Regions from separate parts of the Rattus norvegicus genome. Here region 2 is linked to region 1. A link is a contact called in public Hi-C data. All regions are on one chromosome and are shown on one strand. The core of a region is the stretch at or near the end of the contact, and the rest is flanking DNA. Distances in the headings are between cores, read along the strand shown. Region 1 overlaps Ppp4r4 (protein phosphatase 4, regulatory subunit 4). Region 2 holds the start of Serpina10 (serpin family A member 10).

Region 1 (6,437 bases), core at 3,867-6,366:
CACATCTTGACAGAGTGATTTTACCAGGGGAAGTATTTCTCTTTTAATGCTGAGGAAGACAGATTAAAAAAAAAAAAGAAATGTGTAAATGGATGCACATTTTAGACTAATATTTTCAAAATTCCCAAAATCTCATTATAAGAGAGAGAAAGAACATCTTTGAATTTTTAGATTTGAATGTTTAATGTGGCATGAAGCTTGAAAGGGCACATGAGATGGAGAGAGAGGCCTTGAGGGATGGGATAGTAAAATATGATATGAGAGTAGCATGGGGGCTGGAGAGCTGGCTCAGTGGTTAAGAGCACTGACTGCTCTTCCAGAGGTCCTGAGTTCAAATCCCAGCAACCACATGGTGGCTCCCAACCATCTGTAATGAGATCCGATGCCCTCTTCTAGTGTGTCTGAAGACAGCGACAGTGTACTCACATACATAAAATAAATAAATAAACCTTTTTTTTTAAAGTTCATAGGAAGGGATATGGAGGCAAAGTTTGGAGCAGAGACTGAAGGAACGGCCATTCAGAGCCTGACCCACAGGTGGCCCATATATATATACAGCCACCAAAACTAGATAAGATTGATGAAGCTAAGAAGGGCATGCTTAAAGGAACCAGATATAGATTTCTCCTGAGAGACACAGCCAGAGCATGTCAAATACAGAGGCGAATGCTAGCAGCAAACCACTGAACTGAGAATGGGACCCTGGTTGGAGGAATGAGAGAAAGCCTTAAAAGAGCTGAAGGGGCTTGCAACCCCATAAGAACAACAATATCAACCAACCAGAGCTCCCAGGGACTAAACCACTACCCAAAGACTATACATGAACTGACCCAGGGCTCCAACTGCATATGTAGCAGAGGATGGCCTTGTTCAGCACCAATGGAAGGGGAAGCCTTTGGTCCTGCCAAGGTTGGATCCCTAGTGCAGGGGAATGTCAGGGGGGTGGTAAGGGGGGTGGTTGGGGTGGGGAACACCCTTATAGAAAAAGGGGAGGGGGGATAGGAGGTTTGTGTCCAGGAAACTAGAAAGGGAATAACATTTGAAATGTAAATTTAAAAAATCTAATTTAAAAAAAAAAAGATCATGGGAGATATTGATGAAAGGTTTAAGCATAGATTGGGACAAGGGAATGGGAGGAGAGGTGAGATGAAAGGTAGGAACAGTGGTGTGAATAAGATAGAACCCCTCATATATTTAAAAGCTTAGTTTTCAGGGAATGGCTCTGCTTGAAAAAGATTAGGAGGCATGGCTTTGTTGAAGGAAGTATGCCATTGGAGGTGTGCTGCTTTGTGATTCCAAATTCCCAAGCCGAGCCCAGCCAGTCAGTCAGTCAGTCAGTCAGTCAGTCAGTCAGTGCCTGCCTGCCCCCCCCCCCGGTGTGTGTGTGTGTGTGTGTGTGTGTGTGTGTGTGTGTGTGTGTGTGTGTGTGTGTGTCTGTCTGTCTCTGTCTCTCTCTATCTCTCCTTCCTCCTCCTGCTGCTGCTGCTGCTGCTGCTGCTGTTGCTTGGAGACCCAGATGGAGAACTCTTCAGCTATTTCTCTAGCACCATGTCTGCCTGCATGCTGCCATGTTTCCCACTACTATGATAATGGACTGAACGTCTGAACTGTAAGCCAGCCCCAGCTGAATGCTGTTTTCTATAAGAGTTGGGAAGATGTCACCACATCTCTTCACAGCAACAGAACACTTACTGAGTAGGTTAACCCAACTAAGGGCGTGTGGAAAAGCTTTAGGAAAACCATTCATCAGGTGATTTTTAAGATACATGTTTTTATAAAGGAGTTTGAATGGCAGTACCCTGCAAGGGTACACAACACTCTTTTCCTTAGAAGATATGGGTTATTAAATAAAAACCTTACTACCAGATGTGTGATGTTTCCCTATTACTGATCTTGTTCTTGGCTGCCCATATAACTATATAGTAAGACACTATCACTTAAGACACTACATACTTTGGTTGTTCTATAGGTTATAGAGAAATCAAGTCAGCACTGACCTGAAGACTTCTACCCTGCTGGCCAGTTTTCATGGTGCCAGAAGAGGCAATGTGAACAACCAGTGGGAAAAGTTATCAGCACAATTCCCCAGTGCTGCTCTTGCATGTAGCAATACTGACTGACCATGAGGCAAGATGTGACGTCTGTGCAATGGTGGCGAGACTGTTCTGGAGGTAATAAACTGCTCTCTGATTGGGTGTTAGTGCTATGCCATAGGAGGAAATCCATGCCTCTTACTGTAAATCTTGTCAAAAACCCACAGCTGGGAGGCTACAGGCCATAGGCAGAACCTTAGGGCAGTTACTCTGCTAAATGCACAGCTGTCGGACTGCCTTCTAAGCATTTACGTTTGTGCCTACAGAGCAGTGCTGCTCTCAGCTGAGAGAGATGCTTCTTTCAGCAGTGGGAGAGCCAGTGTGAGAGAGTCACATCTGGTCAAAGGGCTGAGAGAGAGTAAGCACCCACTGAGTATTCAACCATATATCAGACAGCCCTACAAGGGTCAGGAAACACTGCGAAAGGGAAGGCAGACAGAAGGTAAGAAACAGAAGAGGGAGAGGCATGCTCTGAATTTACAGTAACTTCAGTTACTGGCAGAAGAACAAGCCAGGCAACATCCCAGCAATAACAGGAGAGGGACACATGAGATTCCACCCTGAGTTGAGAAGTTACTGGCAAAGGTCATGGGGTCATTTTCTTCAAGGTGGGTAGACAGGTTGCCCACATCCATGTGCATGTAGGCAGCACTAATTAGACATGGTAGACATGGAAGAAAAAGAGGAATCAAAGTGAGAAGGGGAAGGATCTGGAAGGGAATGATAAAGGGACATTCAGGTTAGCTATATCAACATGGATTATACATATGTGCTGTATATACATTTGTGTGTATGTACATGTTCAAATAATATGCTCATGTATGTATATATAAATATAGATATAGATATCATGACTTAGCTTATTACCCTAATATTCTTGAACATAAGATTTCACAGTTTATATTGCATTTTTACATAATTTGGGTGTTATCATCAGTTACGTGTAACACATGTATGACAGTATTTGTTAAAAGTAATGGTTAACTTTGTACGGCAGTTAAATACGCATAGTTAACTCAGAAAGCTGTAGCACTGCAGGAGCAGGCGTCTGCTTTGAGACTCTCATGTTATATCCCACCATATGTACCGTGAGCAGCATGGGCAGCAGACACGCTGTGTTATGAGATTATCCAAAATACAGAGTTCAGAGCAGTGGTGTAAGAAAGCAGAAATCCTATCTTCATGTCAAGTCTGTCAATTATGGAAGTCCCAAGACAACCATGGTATGTATTGGGAAGACTAAGATGGGAGCTAGAGGATGATTTAGCTCGACCTTGAAACCCCATGAAACTGAGAAGAAATGCTTCCAGTAGACTCTTGTCTGAGATGTCTGTACAGCTGCAATGGCTAAGGTTGTGAGTGTGTAGAATAATGCAACAGTAACCATTGCTAACATAGCTTTATGTGTTTTAAATCAATTTGATAAAAGAAACACAATTACGTACAAATACTCACCTATGGGCATCAAATTTGTTGGTTAGTTTTCCTAAAATCTTACAGCTAACTAAACGCGACTGGACAGTCTGGGAAAGCTGTGCCTTGGACACAAGTGGATTCAGAATCTAAAAGGGAACGATTGAGAGATAAACGGATGGACAGAGAATTAGACACTCCCGTTGCTAACAACAACGGCTTCAAACAATATTTTCATTTTCAAACTTTGTTAAAGAGCATGAATTACAACTGAGGGACATGATCACTCTTAACTGAGGTCATCTCTGCCTTCTCGGCTGAGGCACAAATGACAAAGCAACTGAAACCAACTAGAAACAAAGCACGAGGTAAAGCTCCTGGGCGAGCTCTGCACCGATCTGAGTGCAGAGGAAGGATCATTTTGAAATACACATTTTCAACAGAGAAAGACAAACTGGCCACCAGATACTCTGAACTTTGTTTCACATGGAATTTTAAATTTATTCTGACAATATGGGAAAAATGTTTAGGAAATTCAGTTTTTTGGACAAAAAGACCAGAGTCTGGTGCTGTATTAGTCATCTTCTAGGCACTAAAATACCCAACAGCATGGCACACTGCAAAGAATTACAAATAGTGGTCTGTCGTTCTCATACTCATTCTTTAATTTTTAACATTGCTATTTCTCATGCCAACGATTGTATGAAAGGTCACATGCTAAAGATGCCAAGCACTCTTGAGTAGCGATTGCTCCATTCATGTTCACACCACTCTTCAAATTCAAAAACGCTGGAACACCCTGTGTACTGTGCTCGGCTGCTCACTCTACGGGGTGTTTAGATGCCTGCCATCGGGCACAACACATTACTGGATAACAGGTGCCGGCTTACAGAGAGTATTCTGGTACTGTGACAGAACGGCAAACTAGAGTGTGGACAAAGACACAAGGAGATCTGTGGAGGACATTTCAATGAATAACTTCTTACCATATTTACAAAGAAATACATACAAGGAGAGTGTTCAAAGAATGCAAAGTTATTTCATTAGAAGACAGATTTGCTGGTTTTTCTAGTCTGTCATCTTGATTTATAATAAAAATTTTCAAGAGTAAAAATGAACCACATTGAAAATTGAAAGGCAAATGCCGTTGGGGATTTAGCTCAGTGGTAGAGCGCTAGCCTAGCAAGCGCAAGGCCCTGGGTTCGGTCCCCAGCTCCGAAAAAAAAAAAAAGAAAAAAAACAAAAAAACAAAAACACAGAAAGGCAAATGCCACCTGGGACTAATTTTTATACAAATAGATAGAAATGTAACAAGGACGGCAGAGAGGTGGTGTATATAAATGGTGCCTACAGGACAGGATCAGATAATTTCTAAATAAATGCAACCAATTACATATATGAAAAAATAGTCAACAGTATAATTTGAAATTTCCAGTTAAAATGCATTCATGCATTCAGTCTACCAAATTAAATTGGAACATCATTTTTATTGTTGACTTTAAGGCAGTCGCACACGACCCAGGATAAACTGGAATTCACAGTGCAGCCAAGGACCTTGCAGTCTCCTCCCTTCAGCTTCTGAGTGCCAGGGTTACAGTCAGATGACCCCATGCCTGGCTAATGGCATCCTGGGATCAAACCCAGGCTTTAGAGCCTGCTGACCAAGCTCTCTACCAGCTGAGCCACATCCCAGCGGAACACCACTGTTAATAAAAACTCGGAGAACTGTATTTCACAGATTTAGGGAAGAGCTTAAGAATATTAATGTCCCCTCACCGGGGGACACCACTTTTATAAATGCTACAATTACAGAACACCTGAAAAGCTCTACAGAGATGCTGTATTTTGATAATAAAAGAGAAGGCCAAAAATCGCTTCCAGCATCTAATAAGTAAATAACTTGCAACTACACACATGAAAATGATGCTGAGTGAAAAGTGTCCATGTTCCGACTCAGTATAATTCCTGGTGTGGCAAGCAGCAACCACAGAGGGAAAGCTGAAGGACAGAGCTCGGGAACAACTTAAAACCAGCCAATTACACAAGTAGACGTCGTCTTTCTTCCTTACAGTTTCTGAATTACTTACGTTTTCTGCAATGAGTATGTGTTGCTTTCACAATGGAAAACAACCTTATTTCTTTAAAAAAAAAATTGCAACACAACTTACTATTTACAAAAAGCAAAAAAGGGACACAGAATTACCTCATGCCTCAGGGTTTCTTTTGGCAATAATTCTACTGCAGAGAGAAGTGTTTCCAGCCATGCATTGCTGACACCTAATGGGCATAGATGCAACACACTAGGTCAAACATCTCAGGGACAAACATTCTCAACTCGTCCATCAACAGCTGCAATGCCATTTTATAAAAAGTAAGGATTATTGTTTACTAGTCTAAGATATGTTCTACAGCTTTTGTCTTGAATAACTTTAGAAAATTATAAATGCTGAAAAGTAATTTGAGGAAGGGATATGCTATTCTTACTGTATGATAATCCCACGAGCGTAAATGTGAAGGAAACATCTAAGGGAAGAAAGGTCTGGAGGAAGCACTCCTATGCTCTCTCTCCCGGGGATCTTTCCTACAGGACCTCAGCCCTTCTCATCAGGCCCACAGGAGGCAAATGAACCACAGCCCCTCGCCAGGTAACATAAACAAGAATGTAACTGAGCATGCTGGGCCCAACCTGTATCCCTGTGCTCCAGGTGCAGGAGAATGACTTGCAGGAAGGAGTGTGCAAACGTGTGGACTGACATTGATTCTTCCTGAAGGATGGTCAGGAAGGACACTGCAGCCGTTATCTGCATTTCCACGCTTGCAACATGCAGGACTTCCTGTGTGAGCAGAAAGAGTTTGCTATTTACAGAAATGAGAGGTCGGAAGAGTAATGCTGTAACAGCCAAGGTTACAAAAACCAAACGGCAGACACAC
Region 2 (5,739 bases), core at 7-2,506, 48 kb before region 1:
GATGTTTCATGATGTGTTGTGCAGGAATACAAACCTAAGACAGCAATGTTATGATCTTTAATAAAATATACTAATCCACATCAATGTTGTGGTTTGAAGAACTGAAAATGCCTTGGGAGTCCTTGGTCCAGGTGAGATGTGTCAGCTAGCCACCTCTACCCATGAGAAGCAGCCTGCCAGCTGGTGATCACCTGCCTGCTGTATAAAAACCACTCCTAGGTCTGCTTTCTAGTAAGGTGGCTCTCAGGATGACAGGCCACAAACTTCCTGTCAGCCAGTGCACTGCTTAATGGAGTTCTTCCCCAGTGGCTACCCTCCTGTCCAACCACTGGTCCTCCATCATGAGATGAGCAAATGGTCACACCTGCTAGCACAGATATCCTGGAATGGCACTGTATTTTAAGACATGTTGTTGTTGTTGTTGTTGTTGTTGTTGTTGTTGTTGTTGTTGTTGCTGCTGCTGTTGTTGTTGTTGTTGCTGTTGTTGTCGTTTGCCTTCATATTATAGTTGGAATATTATTATTGTTTATCTGTTTTGTTATTTGAGAAATCCTTTTATTTATTTTCTCAGATAGGGTCCTATGTAACCAGCCTGGCCTTAAACTTGCTATGTAGCCAAGGACGACCTTGAGCTTCTGATCCTCCTGCCCCCACCTCCACAGTACTGGGATTACAACTGTGCTCCACTGTGCTTTATTTTATGCAATGCTGGGGACCAAATCCTGGGAACACTCAACAGAGCTATAACCCTAACCCCTATCAATGTGTTTTTGATTCTGTGGGTAAGCTGTATTAATTTTGTCTCACTTCAAGGATAGGAAGGGACATATAGCAAGATTTACATATGACAACCTAGTAGGTCTGAAAAGTTGTGTCTTACAGGATGCCTTCCAACTTTGAGTGCTTGAGAAGGTAGTACATTGACCTTGTGGCAGGGCTTGTATTGTAAGACGTGACCCAGCAGGAATCCAGTATCCACCACTGGGCTGACAGTTCCTTGCGGACAAGAGAGTAGGTCTTAAATGCTACCCAAACCCCTTTATGGTCCCCAGAAGCAGCCATGAAGCCCACCAAAATTCTAGGACCTTTACCCCCCACCCCAGTGAGAGTGAGCCTCTTGTGAGTTCTGGTTATAGTTGGGGCCACAGGACAAGCCTAGGGAATACCAGAAGTTCTTTGGTTTTCCAGAAACTCAGTCACATCCCAGCAGGGTGTTAATCAGTAACAGTTCCAAAAGGCCCACACTTTGGATTAACAAATATTTACTGAAGGCTTCAGACTGCAAAACGTATGCTTACTTCTTTGCTCTGAATGATCTTCTCTACACCAGAGGTCCGGAACTGGTAAGTGCTGGTGGATGGTAGGGGGCCCTCTAGAGTGTCTAATAGGGAGGGGTGGGGAGAAGAGCCATTCTTACTGTCTCCCAGTGGGCTTCAGCGGGGAGTGTGGTGGAGTGGGGGAGTTTCATCTAAACTCCAAAGGACTGTACTTTGAAGTTGGGCTCCGGGTAGCATAAAAGGCATGTTAGCCATAGATAGATGGCCAGGGAAGGGCTCTGAAGGCTTGGTATTTATTTGCCTGCCCCAGCTCACTGCCCAGGCAAATGAGCCAGGGCTGGAGAGAGGCAAGGGGTGTACTGTTCTACACACATGCTCAGGGCTGAGAGTCAGGTAGAGGCCCCATTTCCTGTCCATTTCATAGCCCATTTCAAACTGTGTGTGACACCTAATGGTGCCCCAGGTCCCAGGAGCACTCTGTGTATATTGTGGATGGTTCCCATGATAATCAATGGCCAAAAAGGACAGGTTACATTGTTCAATAAGTGGGTGTAGTAACGACCAGATGTTACAGAGCTACTTCAGGAGACTTAGTTCTAGGAAAGGGGAACATTGTGCTGGTGTGTTGGGAAATTTTCTGATGGCTGAGGCAGTAAGAAATAACTATGGAATTGGAACTAATCTGAGGGCTTAATTTACAAGGCAGAGCTAAATGCCATGACAGAATTCTCATGGGCAGCTCAGGCCGTTGGGATGAAATAGCCAATTCTGGAAGTTTAACACGTGTTTTCACAGTTCTGGAGGCCCTAGGTGAGGGCTAGCATGGTTGGGCTGCAGTGAAGGCCTACCTCCTGGTTTGCAGGTAGTGAGTGGTCTTCTCAGTGTTCTTGGTGAAGAGAGGGAGGTTCTGGTGTCTCTTCCTCTTTTTAAGGACACTAAATTCCTCACAATCTCCCCACAATTCAGACTTCATTTAGTTATTTTTCAAAGGCCCCACCTTGTCATACCCTTACCTTGGAGGATATGGCCTAGGTTTCGAGTTCTGAAGGATGTCCATTTAAAAATTGAAGGTATGGTACTGGAGATGTTTTGTACCTAGAAAGAGGTAATGACCCAACACTTACACCAATGTGGTGACCTACCAAGGGATCTTGTCATTGTGACTGGGAAGCAATTCCTAAATGGTGACATTTGGTAAACCCAGCAGGGTCTTTAAAGCTAGAAGGTGGGGACCATGGATTCTTTGGGGCCATTTAGCAAAGCAAGGGCCAGGGCTTGTGTCCTGGGGCTGTTTGTGGTTTGTGACAGGTACAGAAGAGGGACTGGGGAGCAGTTGGAGAGCTTCTTGTCACATTTTAACTTAGGGTCCAATGGTTAGAATGAGGAGGAGCTCTGCTGATAGGAGCTATCATGAATCTCTAACACCTATGACTTGAGCATCTTGCCATCCAGGCTTTCCTACTGTCCAGTGGATAGTGAGCTATTGGGGACATCTTAGTGGCATACCCAGTCAGCCTCTAGGACACTGGTAATATTGCTATGAGCACAACGTAATGGCACAGCCCCAGAGCAGGTTTTGTATCTGAGTGTGCAGAGAGTCCTCAAGAGAGGAAGGGACAGAGAGTCAGAGGAAGGAGTGTGGGGCTGGAAAGCCACTGCCAGGGCAGGGGTACACTCCCGCAGCCTGGGGAACTGGGGTATGGCCAACCCGTGTATGCCATCACAGGACAATAAGACTGGGTAACTTGAGTCCAGGTCTTGTGTAGAAAAAGAATCAGCCGTGTTTCCTGCAGCCATCTGGAAGCTGTGGGTAGAGGAATGAGAGGAGACCTATCAGGAACTGTGTAAGGAGACGCAGGAAAGGAGAGGGTTAAATCGAAAACTGTGTGGGGAAGCCTCCTTTTCTTTGCTGGATTCCCTCTTGGACCCTACAAATCCCTAGTCAAAGGTGTCACACATCAAGGTCAGGTGACTCAGCATGGAGGAGCTGTTTGATATGCCTAATGGCCAAATAGAGGAAAAGCTTGAAGCAGATCAGGAAATGGCCCCAACTCCTACCTGCTCCTGCTCTATATCTGGGCCTGCCAGAGGAAAGCAAAGAGACAGAAACTAGGGGAGGGACCTCAAGCTGCTTGAGGACCTGCTCAAGAAGATGGGACCTGGAGGAAGTCTTGTAAAATGCCCCCCTCCCCAAACCAGGTGAATGAATACACCACCTTTATGGTCCAGGTCAGCCTAGGGTATAGCTAACCAGCAATAAAACCACAGGATCCCAGACTTTACTTGGTAGAAGGAAGAAGGGTCACGGGAGAAATGTTTTCCTGGCAAAGACATTTGATTCAGTGTTGAGATATTCTTTATTCTCATCCATTCATTCTTTCTCTCTGCCTAGGATGAAGGGAAGTGGCCCCTGGCCTCCACAGCTGACCACATGAGGGTGGTTTCTAGCCTCTTTCTTCCTGTGCTCCTTGCAGAGGTGTGGCTGGTGAGCAGTTTCAATCTCAGCTCCCATTCACCAGAGGCTCCCATTCGCCTGGTGTCTCAGGATTACGAGAATCAAACTTGGGAAGAGTACGAATGGGCTGATCCCAGGGATGATAATGAATACTGGCTAAGGGCCAGCCAGCAACTCTCCAATGAGACTTCAAGCTTTGGGTTCAGCCTGCTTCGAAAGATCTCCATGAGGCACGATGGCAATGTGATCTTCTCACCATTTGGCCTGTCTGTGGCTATGGTGAACTTGATGCTGGGGGCCAAGGGAGAGACCAAAGTGCAGGTAGAAAATGGGCTCAACCTACAGGCCCTGAGCCAGGCAGGACCCCTGATCCTTCCAGCCCTCTTCAAGAGAGTCAAAGAGACCTTTTCCAGCAACAAGAAATTGGGCCTCACCCAGGGTAGCTTTGCCTTCATCCACAAGGACTTTGAAATTAAAAAGACCTATTTCAATCTATCCACAATGTATTTTGATACAGAGTACGTGCCTACAAATTTTCGAAATTCTTCACAAGCCAGAGGGCTCATGAACCATTACATTAACAAAGAGACTGAGGGGAAAATCCCCAAGCTTTTTGATGAGATTAATCCTGAAACAAAGTTAATTCTGGTGGACTACATCTTGTTCAAAGGTATTTTGAATCTTCTGTTGCCTCAAAGCCAAAAGAATCTGACTCTATTTCCCCCCTTTCTTCTTCTGGTCAGTGTAGTTAGTACTAAAGGATGTTCTGCAAACAAGGTCCCTGTTTTACACGTTCAGTATACATTGAGGAGGGACCAATGCTGTCCCTGAGGTCCCCACTCTCACCACCTGCAGACCTGCAGGCCTCAGTTTCCATAGCTCTCCTGCCTAGTTTTCATCTAATGTTTGGAAGAGGTCACACGGGGCTATTAAACGAGCAGCTTATGATCAGCAAGACTCATGCTGCATCTGGGCTCCCCATTCCCTGCTTTTGTGATCTGGGGCAAAAATCTCTGCCCTTGGATGTATTGTTGCTGCCATTATTATAGTGGGCGGGTTTGTGCATGTGAGTGCAGATATACCAGGAGGTCAGAAGTACTGGATCCTTCTTGAACTGGAGTTGTGAGCCACCCAACATGGGTGTGGAAAACAAACGAGTCCTCTGTACAAGTATGAGCTTTTATCTGCAAGCCATCTCTTCAGTCCCTTGGTCTTGGAAGTTTTATGTAAAAATCGGGACTCTCACTTGCTATAGTCACAGAGCTATAAGAGCTGACATATGCAAGGTACTATCCACCACAGGAAGGAACGGGTTGCATATTCCTTCTTTCTGGCAGTCAATGCAGCAAGCAGAGTAGGGACACTGCTTCCTTTAAGGGGATAAAGGTGAAGGTTGGGGAAGCTAGTTTGAACACGCTCACACAATGACTGGCAGAGGCCAAATGCCAAGGGAGATCCCATGATTTTTGTAATCCCAATTTCTTCCAGCTCTAACAAAGTATGGAGTGGATGAATCTGGAGCTTATGGCTATACCAGGAGATTCACAAAGCCTCAGGTAGAAGGACCATTTGCAGACACTCAGAAACATGTTCAGTATAGAGTCATGTAGTGGCTGGCCTCACTTGCTTCCAAATCCACATAAAGTCCTGCTGAGCTGGCCACACCCCCATACCTGTAAAGTGTATGTTTGCATATGGTCATGTTGGGGCCATGTGATAGCTAGGGGTCCCTCATGCACCAGGTATTGGAAGCCATCCTCCAGGAAATGAGCAAGTTTTGGTTCTGTGATGGGTCACAGGTAGAACTGAAGTTTGGTCTTTGAGGAATTGGATGCCTGAGCTGTGGTCCATGCAAACTTGAAAAAGGAATGGCACTCTCAGTTGGGAATAAAGGGGGCAGGATATTCTCTCCCTTACCACTTGTGCAAGACCAATGTGTTCTGTGGAGGCTTGTTTCTACAGGGGCTCTCTTCTGACTTGTTCAGGCAAGTGGCTGACTCCATTTGA

Evidence for each region. A called contact is a pair of places that touch in the nucleus more often than the background predicts.
Region 2: a Hi-C map of liver shows a contact between it and region 1, with 2.1 times the contacts expected there. The contact joins the promoter of Serpina10 here to the enhancer-like site in region 1. A contact is called at or near these places in 2 of 12 Hi-C or Micro-C datasets (hepatocytes and liver).

The regions. Positions count from the first base shown.
Region 1 is chr6:128,480,005-128,486,441 of GRCr8, reverse strand. It overlaps Ppp4r4 (protein phosphatase 4, regulatory subunit 4), which reads right to left. Exons shown (of 25, transcript NM_001414974.1): 4 at 6,193-6,340; 5 at 5,710-5,783; 6 at 3,549-3,655; 7 at 1-49. Among named protein-coding and RNA genes, the nearest start is that of Serpina10, 46 kb to the left of the region's middle. Within about 2 kb of position 5,116, at least 3 of the 93 cell types and tissues checked have an H3K27ac peak or open chromatin away from gene starts, as enhancers often do. A contact at or near this core is called in liver, where this site is marked.
Region 2 is chr6:128,524,849-128,530,587 of GRCr8, reverse strand. Serpina10 (serpin family A member 10) reads left to right here and starts at 1,256. Exons shown (of 5, transcript NM_133617.2): 1 at 1,256-1,343; 2 at 3,670-4,402; 3 at 5,718-5,739. The coding sequence starts at 3,709.